2 separate regions of the Capsicum annuum genome follow, and region 2 is linked to region 1. Evidence: chromatin contacts called from public Hi-C data. All regions are on one chromosome and are shown on one strand. Each heading gives the region's core, a stretch centred on a gene start, on an enhancer-like site or on the middle of the called end of the contact. The rest is flanking DNA. Distances are from core to core; before and after follow the strand shown.

What was found. A called contact is a pair of places that touch in the nucleus more often than the background predicts.
Region 2: a Hi-C map of leaf shows a contact between it and region 1, with 3 times the contacts expected there. The contact joins the promoter of LOC107877897 here to the promoter of LOC107854765 in region 1. A contact is called at or near these places in 2 of 5 Hi-C or Micro-C datasets (leaf and placenta).

The regions. Positions count from the first base shown.
Region 1 is chr7:112,988,022-112,993,203 of UCD10Xv1.1, forward strand. LOC107854765 (ubiquinone biosynthesis protein COQ9-B, mitochondrial) reads right to left here and starts at 3,202. Exons shown (of 6, transcript XM_047393658.1): 1 at 2,713-3,202; 2 at 1,437-1,544; 3 at 553-714; 4 at 281-452. The coding sequence starts at 3,033.
Region 2 is chr7:113,833,518-113,838,699 of UCD10Xv1.1, forward strand. LOC107877897 reads left to right here and starts at 2,302. Exons shown (of 3, transcript XM_016724691.2): 1 at 2,302-3,124; 2 at 3,208-3,378. The coding sequence starts at 2,979.

The DNA.
Region 1 (5,182 bases), core at 1,952-4,451:
CAAAAATGCTTTCTTCTGTAATTTATAAAAACTGATTTGGCGAAACAAGGAATATGAATAGTTTCTAATAACCCAAGAGGCTTCCTTCCAATTCTATGACTTACATGCCAATAACACAGTAGGAAGCGGGAAGAACTGTTGACAGTGGGGCATGTTAGGATTGTAAAAGAGCTGTGTTTTTAATTGAATGTAAAATTTTAATAAGACACACCATGTATTAGAAGGACCTCAAGAGAAGAACGAGCATGGGACAAATACACAACAGTCAAAAATAACACACCTGGAGAGCTATCTGTCAACATGTATAATTCTGCTGTGGAGTATATTCCACCTAGAACAGTTCGCTTCACATACCAATCAATTTCGTTGGCATCATCATCAACAGCATGCCATATCTCATCAACCAGCATTGCACGCTGCTTGAAGCTTGTTGGGACATTCAAGGGTTGAGCCTACAATCAGTACTTGTTATCTGAAATACTTCTACTCACCGTACACAGACCAACACAAGAAAGGGACCTGAAAAAATGTTAACTTCAAGGAGATAAGTACCTGTATACTGAGAGCTTGGGCCCATTTTGATATGTAAGGGGTCTGCATTTCCAAGCGAATTCTGACAAGCTTTGCCACTCGCTCACTAGGTATCAAGTTTTTCAGATCCTTCCTTGATTCAATGATATCGATGAGTCCTTCCAAACACTCATCCATAAAATACTGCAAAAGTTTGATGTAAAAAAATTGATTGAGGATTAACTTATTGATTCACGGAAAAGGAGAAAATACAAGCATTAACTAGATCAAATAAACTACTTAGATGCTTTTTTGGGATGACGTGAGAACTATTGTTAAATGTTAACACAGGTAAAAGTCCAGCATAAGACCGAAAGCAGTGTTGTAAATGATTCAAGAAAAGACAAAGCTTGACAGCTGAATGACCATTAAGCACCTTGTCGATGGTAATATGCATTAAAAACAATGTCGGAGACAGAAACATTTAAGCTTCTTAGGCCTTCTCGCCAACACTACACAAATCAGCAATATCTTAGGATTTAGCTCATTGTTTGGTTGATCATCATAGAGAGCACATAATGGCTATATAAACTATATACTTATAAGCTAAAAAGAATATATCATTAATAATCCTTTTACTGTACCAAAAAATCATTAATAATCCTCTTATAAAGAAACATGACTGTTACTTTTTTTGACTTTGCATAATTTACCTCAATGGAGTTTCTTTAAGTTACATTTATACCAGATAAAATAAGTGCAGATAGAATAAGAGGAAAACCAATAGATGATTACTGAGAGGCAGACAATCTAATACCAACAATTTTAGCAAAGCCAAAGATGTTGGAGCTCTATAATGCCCACAAATTGCACTCACACTAAAGAATCAAGAACTATGAGTAAGATGTAGGTGAACCATCATTTACCTCCACTAGAGCAGCTTCTTTCCGAGGAAATGATCCAACAATGGAAGGCGACACTCCAACATCCCTTGCACTTGCAATCATGGCTGTTTCAGTCCATCCAAACCGAATCTGCAAACAAGTTACCCAGCACCAATTTCAGGCCTGATATATACAAAGGGATACAGGATATGTTTGTATGTCAGAATACGTTTTTTGAAAAGAATTTTCCTTGATGAAATCATTTCAGTGTTTGGTTGCCCTAAAACTGCGAAAAATTGTAATCTCCAATGAAAATACTTCCACTAAAAAGGAGAAAGGACTTCCTTCACTTATCGAGAAGTCGATTCCCTTTACAAGTACTCTTCTTTACTCCACCGCACTTGCTTCAATCAACACGTAGCCTCTGTTGTCAACCTTTAAAACTCAAAATACCACTAAAGCAATATTCTAATACTTACATACACTTTGTAGTCACCGGCCTTTAAACCCAATCAAACAGAGGAAAGCCATCAAGAAAAAGATTTCTTAGAGTAAAAACATCTTTTCTATAAAATACCTTACGAAAGCATCTTCCCTTTCTCCTTTCTCTAATAATAAGGTTAGCTCCATAACCGGTGAACACCCTAATACTCCTCTTGTTACTTTTAGGGAAAGTCACCAGCGTGGTAAGGGCCAGTTGGAGTTTAATATCTCCATACCAAACGCATATCATGTATAACTTTTTTGGGGTGTATGTATATAAGGAGAACCTTCTATCACAAGGCATGATATTCCTTTCATCAAGGAAAGCTCTATTAACGTCTTAAACGAGGTATTTTTTTCTTTTTTTAACCTTTTTGTCTTTTCCAATTAGATTACTGAATCTACAACAACATAATATCCAGTGTCGTGCCGCTAAGTCGGGTCTGAGGAAGGTAGAGTGCGCGCAGACCTCACCTCTACCTCAGAGGTAGAGAGGTTGTTTCTGATAGATCCTCAATTGGGTTACTGAATGTACTGGGCAGAAATTAATTCTACGCCAAATAGATTTGGCAGCAGAATCACAAGGCATAACGGTCCAAACCCCATTTCTTAGGGGATAAAATACACTAGCATGTTTAACAAATTCTAAGGTCAAGTAATCAATTTATGCAGCCAATTTCACCAAGCCAACAACATTATCCCCAAAAACAAATTAAATCAAAAACACACAAGACAACAACACATTAATCACATAAATATACACATATAATCCCAAAATTCATACCTGCACAGGAACAAAAAAAATGTGGGAAAAAAAAAGTAACATGTAACGAACCACATGAGGAAGAGAGGCACTGAGTACACGAGCCTCTTCGTCCTTGTAATGCGCTTTAGACAGCTTTGTTCTCGAGCTAAATTTTTCATCAGTTTCCGTATAGTGTGTCCTTTCTTCTTCCTTCCAAGATGATGATGCCGTACAGTCGGCCGGATTCGAGATAGGCGGAGGAATAGGGTTGTGATCAGGAATATTTCCGGTGGCAGATGAAGTCATAAATCGAGTGTGACGGTTTGCTGCTAGGATTCGAACATGTGATATGGCATTCTGGTGCCGGCGGTAAAACGCCGGAAGTAACCGCTTGGCTGCCGATCGATACATTGTCAAAGGACTACGATTTGCTCGCAGCTATTTTGGAGCTCAATGGAGACCGGAGAAAGTGCTTCTTTGGATTGACTTGTGGCTTAGCCACAAATTCTATCTTATAGCTTCTGCTTTTATTGTTAGCATTTTTAGTTAAAAGCTCTAACTTATGATTAAGGGTGGACATTTGGTGTGTTCGATTTGGTTATTTAATATCGATTTGATTTTTGGATTGATAAAAATGATAATTGTAACCAAATTAAAATAAATTTAATTTGATTCGATTTCTATAAATTCGATTCAATTATTTCGGATTTTTATTTTGAGTTTGAAGATTAAAATAGCGAACTTTCCTTTGTCATGACTAGTTTTGAAATGTTGTACATCTATATCATTTCCTCATAAAATACCAAGCAAACATGTCGATGCTACATGCATGTTGATGATACAGATACCTCAAGCAGCACAAGTATTGCTTATTTGATACGACCTGAACCAGAACTTTGTCGTAATGGGTAATCCCAAGCTCAACCTGGACCGATAACTGCCCCCATTACCCAACCCGACAACCAAACGCATACCTTGAGTCGGCTGAAGTCCGAACATATAACGAGATAGAGTATCCAACCATGTGGTGACTTTGGGATAAGTCTATATCCAAGACCAACCGAATAAAGTCCAACCACCTAATGACCAACCAAACCAATGCGGAAACCATAAACCACTACCATAATAATAAGCAAATATATGAAATTATATAACAAAACAGTCCACATATCATACCCAAGTCCACAGTTGTCCATACAAAGCTTCTAGACTAACCAAAGAGTACCTAGTCGGGACATGCCCCTGACCATAATATAAAACCACAGTGTATGCAAGACAAGAAATATGTAAAATAAACCATGACATGAAATAGATGTCTTCCGAACTATGAAAACTCACCAATTCAATTCAACCTCGACTGCACCAGAATTCGATCACCAAGCAAGAGGAATAGAATGATCGATTCCTGCATAGCGTAGGTATACAATCGCCAGTAGACAGATTAGCGGGTGAACGCTAGCATGCACTCAGGATAAGGATAGAATAATGTCATTTATAAAATCCAGTAAAAACATGCACAATGCATACAACCATACATATATATATACTAGATAATGAAAGGCCCATTTACGGGCCTAATATTACAATTTTAGATATACTTATAGCTATTTAATTAGTTTTCCAAAAAAATGATCATTAATATTTTTGAATGAACCACAATAGAAAATGAAAGTAGAAATCACAATATATAATAAAATATAACTCTTATTTTTACAAAATTTAATAATATCTTATAACTTATTTAAGGTTTCATAATTAACATTAAAATATCATATATTCTAATTCTTATTTTAACATCAGCTCAACAAATATTTTTTTTAGATTAAACAACTAATTCTAATGTTTTTCTGTTTTACTTTATTTAAAAATTATACAAGAGAATAGATTAAGATTATAAATATCTATTTATTAACATTTTATAAAGAATGATACAAAGCAATAAAGGATATTAATTCATACATACATTGATTTTTACTATATTTAGATTCGTTTTTTGGGTGTTTAATAAACAAAAATAAGAATCTACCAGATGAACATTTTAATGAATCATAGTGTTAAAGGTTGCCTTTATGTCATGTCTTATATACGTTAAAAATAAGAGACCAATCTAATAGAGTAAGTAAGAAATTACTTTTTAAGTGATTTGTCTACCTGATGAGGAAATTACTACCTCAAATAAAGAGAATCAAAGGAATTAATAAAAGTTATCATGATATATATTGTAGTAATTTAACATGAGATAGTTAATAGGTGCTGAGTAAATAATTATGTTTTTATAAATTATATGTAGTGCAAATCTTTGTAATGATATGTATCATTTGATGTTTTGAAATTATGGAGGAATTGCTTATTATGTTTGATAGATAAACACCTATTCAATAATTATGAGTATTTCTTTTATTATCTTACTATAATATAGTATAGTTACTTTATGCAATTAAATGTGTGGCTAAAATTAATTTCACATTTTTATCTTTTATGGAACATATTTGAGTATTAGCATATCCTCCTATAAACTACGTCTTCCTTTATTTCAATTTATAACATTTTGATTTGACAT
Region 2 (5,182 bases), core at 1,052-3,551, 840 kb after region 1:
GAGGATGATTCATATGCTGTATGGGTTGATAATAAGAGGAATGTGGATATAAGTGTTAAATCATGTGTTTATGATATTCAAAGTGACTTCCAAACAAGTTTATACTTCAGAGAGTCATTTAGAGTTCATTCGAGAAAACTAGTTTTACTAGCTTAAGCTAGGTGCTTGTCTAGTTGATTTTGTTGGATTCTACTGTGTTTAATGTGTTCTAAATGGTTTTAATGTGTAATTATGAGTGGAATAACTTGTTGGTAGTGAGAAAATTTCAATTTTATTAAGTGTACTGCTGGAACAATAAGTTGAAGATTAACATGAACTAACAAGGCTTAGCTCTTGTTTTGATTCATCGTTATGAGTAGTGTGTTGTGTTTGTCTCCTAATTCATGTGTTTAGATTGTGTAGGATTATTTAGGAGATGAATATGATGATATTTTGATGTTTAAAAGGCTTGAAATATATTGGAAATACACCCCAAGTCAAGGGATGAAAGTTTGAAGGACCAACACTTAACCAAAATTACGAGAGCAACTTTCAAAGGCTAAAGGCGATATAGAGGTGACACCCCACTTGGAGCCAGGATATGGACAGGGCACAGCCTTTCCTGGAGCGGAGCTCTAGCCTGGGTGATGCCTCACCTGGAGCGGGGCTCAACCCAGGGCAACACCCGCTCCAGTCCTGAGCTCAATAACTGAACGTTTTCAATTCCAACATAGACTGGGCTTACTCCTATACTATAAATACATGTTGTATCACGTTTTTAGATATCTTTTAGCATATTTTGGAGATCAAGGGGCTGCTACAACTTCATATTTAGGTTTTTATTATTTTAATTTAGTTCATACATGTTTTTAGTCGTTAATTGCAATTTTGTGATTAAGATAATGACTATGCATGCCTAAATGCCCTTTTTTGGGGTTGAAGCCAAGAACATGAATATTATTGTTTTGAATTAAGTTTGTTTGATTTGCTTATCATTATTTATTGTTTGTTTATTCTTGTTATAACTATTCTAAGGATTCACGACCCTTAGAATACATCTAGTGTCAACCTTGTGAACTCGGGAAAGGGAATAGGGAGATAGAATATAGGAATAAACAAAGTATGGTTTGTATTTCTTTATGAAATAAGGAATTCAAATTAGTATCTAGAACAGGAATGTACTTAGATGTCTTACTTTATTCACACGTATGATGATAGCTTAAAGAACTTAAGTGGACTATTACATCCCCGCTCAATGATGTAGTTGTAAGGTTCAACTTAGGTAATGGATTAGAGGTTGGAAAACCATAATCATGCAATTAACCCTATGAATCAACAACTAAGATAATTAAATTAACAAATAAAGTTCAGTAGCATAGTATGATTGTTCAAAGAGCTTTAACCCTGGGTTTTCTCCTATTGATTGTTTCAAGATATTTACTTTCCGCATTGTTTAATTTTCTACAATTTACAAATCCAAACTCTTTTTATTACTGTTGCATCGAATTAATCTAAATTGTTAATTGAAATCGAATCGTTGCTAAATCAAGTCTCTGTGGAATCGATACTTTGCTTCTGTAAGGCCATTTTACTACTTGATAAGACCACGTACACTTGCTTGTGAGCTTGGATTTTGTCAGGTATGTCAAGTTGGTATCAGAACCTAGGTTCATGGTCAATTGGGAGTCTATAAAGCCGTGTTGTGTAGAGTCTCTTTTAAGGGTGTGTAGCACGCCACACTCATAAGGGGGAGGCTGGAAGACATTGAGGAATGTTTCACTTTCTTGGTATTCTTTCTTCAAGAGACTTCTCAGTCCTAGAATTTTCTCTAATTCTTTTTTATTCATCTTTCATATCATGCCTCCTAGATCTTGAACACAAGAAAATTCTTTTGTCCCATCTGGGGATAATGTTGAAGGAGTACCTCCTACGTTTGGAGTATATCTTTGATCTCATGGTCCTGTTCCTTATTGTACTGAAGTTCCTTCTATTCCTCCTACTGCTCCTCAAGTCCCTTAGAGAAATATAACGAATGTGGAGTTTCGTCAGTCTATGCATGCTATTTCCCAACTAGTTGCTGCTCAGGCCGAGTAGGGTACGACTAGTATTTTTCTGCTGAGGTATATATACATATATATATATATATATAGATAGATATATATATATATATAACTTTGTATAAATTCAAGTCAATCAAAGTTTTTCCTTTTTAATAAGTGCATTTACTATTCAATTCAAAGATACCCATAAAAAATAAATTCAAATAGAACACTACAAAACTCCCCATAAATCTAAACACATATTCTCAAAATCAACAGATTCTTTCTCGAAATGGGAAAAATCCTAACAATGAGAGTTAAAAAAATTCAAAATCAATAAATTTTTGTTGAAAATGGGTGAAACTTTGTCTGTGAGATAAATGAAAAAAGTTTTACCTTTAAAGATCAAAAACTTAACTTGGAGATGGAGATGACAACAACTTCAGTGACGAAGTTGAAGTGGAGAAGATGAGAGTTGAAGCTGAGGATACCATTTTTTTTTTAGAGAGAAGAGAGAAGCATAGGAGAAGAAAAGGTTAAATGAAATGAAATCAGTAAAGTAAGAATATATTTTGGGGGTTGAATTATTTTTCTATATTTTCAATATTTGAAAATTTTAAAAATTACATTACATCACATTCTAATTTAACTTAATCACTAATTAAAAAAAATTGATTCAGAAAGATCAAATTTATTATCAATTTTAATTTCAAAACTTATTTATCAACCTATAATCAGTTTTCTCATGTTGGGATGTGCCCATCATATGGAAAAGATCATCTGGTGATATTCTTGACTAACATGCACCACTACTGCATCCCCACGTGGAAACTTGACAGTCATCAACTGGATGAACCTTTGGTAAATATCAGCAGAGTATTGACTCGGTAACAAAGCGCACAACACCATTTCTGAACTCGGGAGCATCCATATTTTCGACTAACTTGAAGTGCAAAAAAGATGTCTGTAGCTTTTCTACAGCAAAGTTTCCTAATTGCTCCTCTTTCTCTAACATACAAACCCAGAAAAAATAATACCTTCGTTCGGGTACATAGCACTAAAATCTTGTCTAAGCACAGCCCAGATGACCCACAAGACTCTTTGTGGTAAACTTTAAAGATAATGGGGAAAAAGTTTCATTTTTGTCTTTAATTTATGGGTTCTTGATGGAGTTATTGACTCTTTGCAGGAAAAGTGAAAATAAATTTGCCGAGTTAGCATTAGTTGCAGTGGCAGCTGGAGTTTTGACACTGGGGTCAGTGGATCCAGCATCAGCTGCTAAGACTGGTGGGCGAGTTGGTGGTCAGGCTTTTCGATCAACAGCTCCTCGCTCTTCCTTACCAAGAATCAACAATTCAAGGTAAATTTCACTCATTTTTTGTTAAAAGAGAAATGTGAAGGGAATTATAGTTTATGGCACCTCACTAACTAACAAGGTGAACATCTGAGCTTCTAAGATTTCCCGATTATTTTTACTTTTTTTTCAGCCGGGGACTTTGTTTCTTGTTAAAGAATTTTGTTTATTTATCAATATTGACAGTATAATTAAGTAAATAAAAGTGTATCCTCTCTAACAATGTAAGGCTGTTAGATCAGACGGTCATAAAATGAAATATGGTCCTTAGAGATCCTAGGTTCTAGTCTCACCTCCACCAATGACGGAAAAGACTTCCACCTCTCGCTTATGAAAAATAATCATGCCCAGACCTGACGGGGTTTGTTGAAACATACGTAAGTAAATAGAAGATATATTCACTAGACCAATAAAGCTGTTAATGAGATGGTCATACAATTCAATTGTCAACATCCTTGAAATATGTAATTTGCGGCTAAAGTAGCTAGAACTTGAGTCTTTAATGCTTTACTTCATTTCAGATGGAGGTCCTACTTTGTTCATTGAGGATTGATATGACCAATCGTTGGAGTTTAATCAGAATTGTATTTTGTTATAGAACTGTTTACAAGCTGCAAATATACACCCCGTTTGAAAATGATCAATAGCAATTATCGAATATTATCACTGCAATATCGTCGTAACAGTGTTTTGTAATGCGAGTGCATCATCTCATTATGCGGTGATGTGAGGCTCTCCCACTGCGAGTAAACTGATGCGAAGCTATTTAACAAATGTGGGCGCATAACCCTATAATGCGAGCTGATGCGCTCCCATCGTGTTGATTTTATTTGTAGGGCCATTTTCAAATTAAAAATAAAAGAGCCGGTCAATTTTAAATTTAAAAAAGAGCTGGATCACTATTGCCTTCACTTCTGCAAATTTGTAGGAATGGCTCTGAAGAGAGTCGCGACTTTACTTCTGCGACCTCTTTTCTTCTTCACTAATATTTTATGGTAATTTTTCTTCCTTCTTTCTTCCTTCTTCTTTCTTCTTCTTTCATCTCTATTTCGCTGTTTTTCACTACTGCGACTTCACTATTTTCTTCTTCTCTTCAATTCTTCTGTTCATTGCTGTGATCAGTTACTGTTTTGCTCTATTTTCTCTCTGTTTTTCTTTTTCTTTTTCTTTGTTTTTTCCACCTCTGCTCCTCACTTCTTTTTTTCCTCTAGTTTCGGTGATCAAACCTTTGATTTTTTTGTTCATTTAAACTTTTGCTTTTATACATTGTCTTTATTGTTGTTTATACAGTTGTTGTGGTCTTTCCAGATTTACTGTTTGGATGCTATTTGGTCTTTTTTCTTTTGATTGAGCTTCAGTTCAATGATGTGGTCGCATCGCTTCACGCATTGCGTGATGCGGGCCTTGTCGCTTTTTTTCGCATCACGCTTCCCTGAACGCTGGTCTCAAACATTCAATATATGATAAGAATTTTGAACTTGGTACTCAGGGAAGATGTTAATGTAGTAGTAGTTCTTTTACAAGAATTGTACTCTCAACACCTAAAGGTACAACACCAGTTGTTGTATTTGCCTTTCCGTTCTGTTGAATGATTGTATTTTGATATGGTGAAATGCTTCTAGTTTTACTGAATTTGGACTTGGAGAGAAGGTTCCAATGTGGCGTAAATGTAAAGACGTTGGGGTGAAAGGAAAGAAATGATAACTTTGCAGGAGTTAAAGAAAAAGGTAGAATAAATCTGTTGTAACTAAAATGTTTCCCATATAACGAGGACAAACAGAGGCTATGGAAAATGATGCTAGAGATTTCA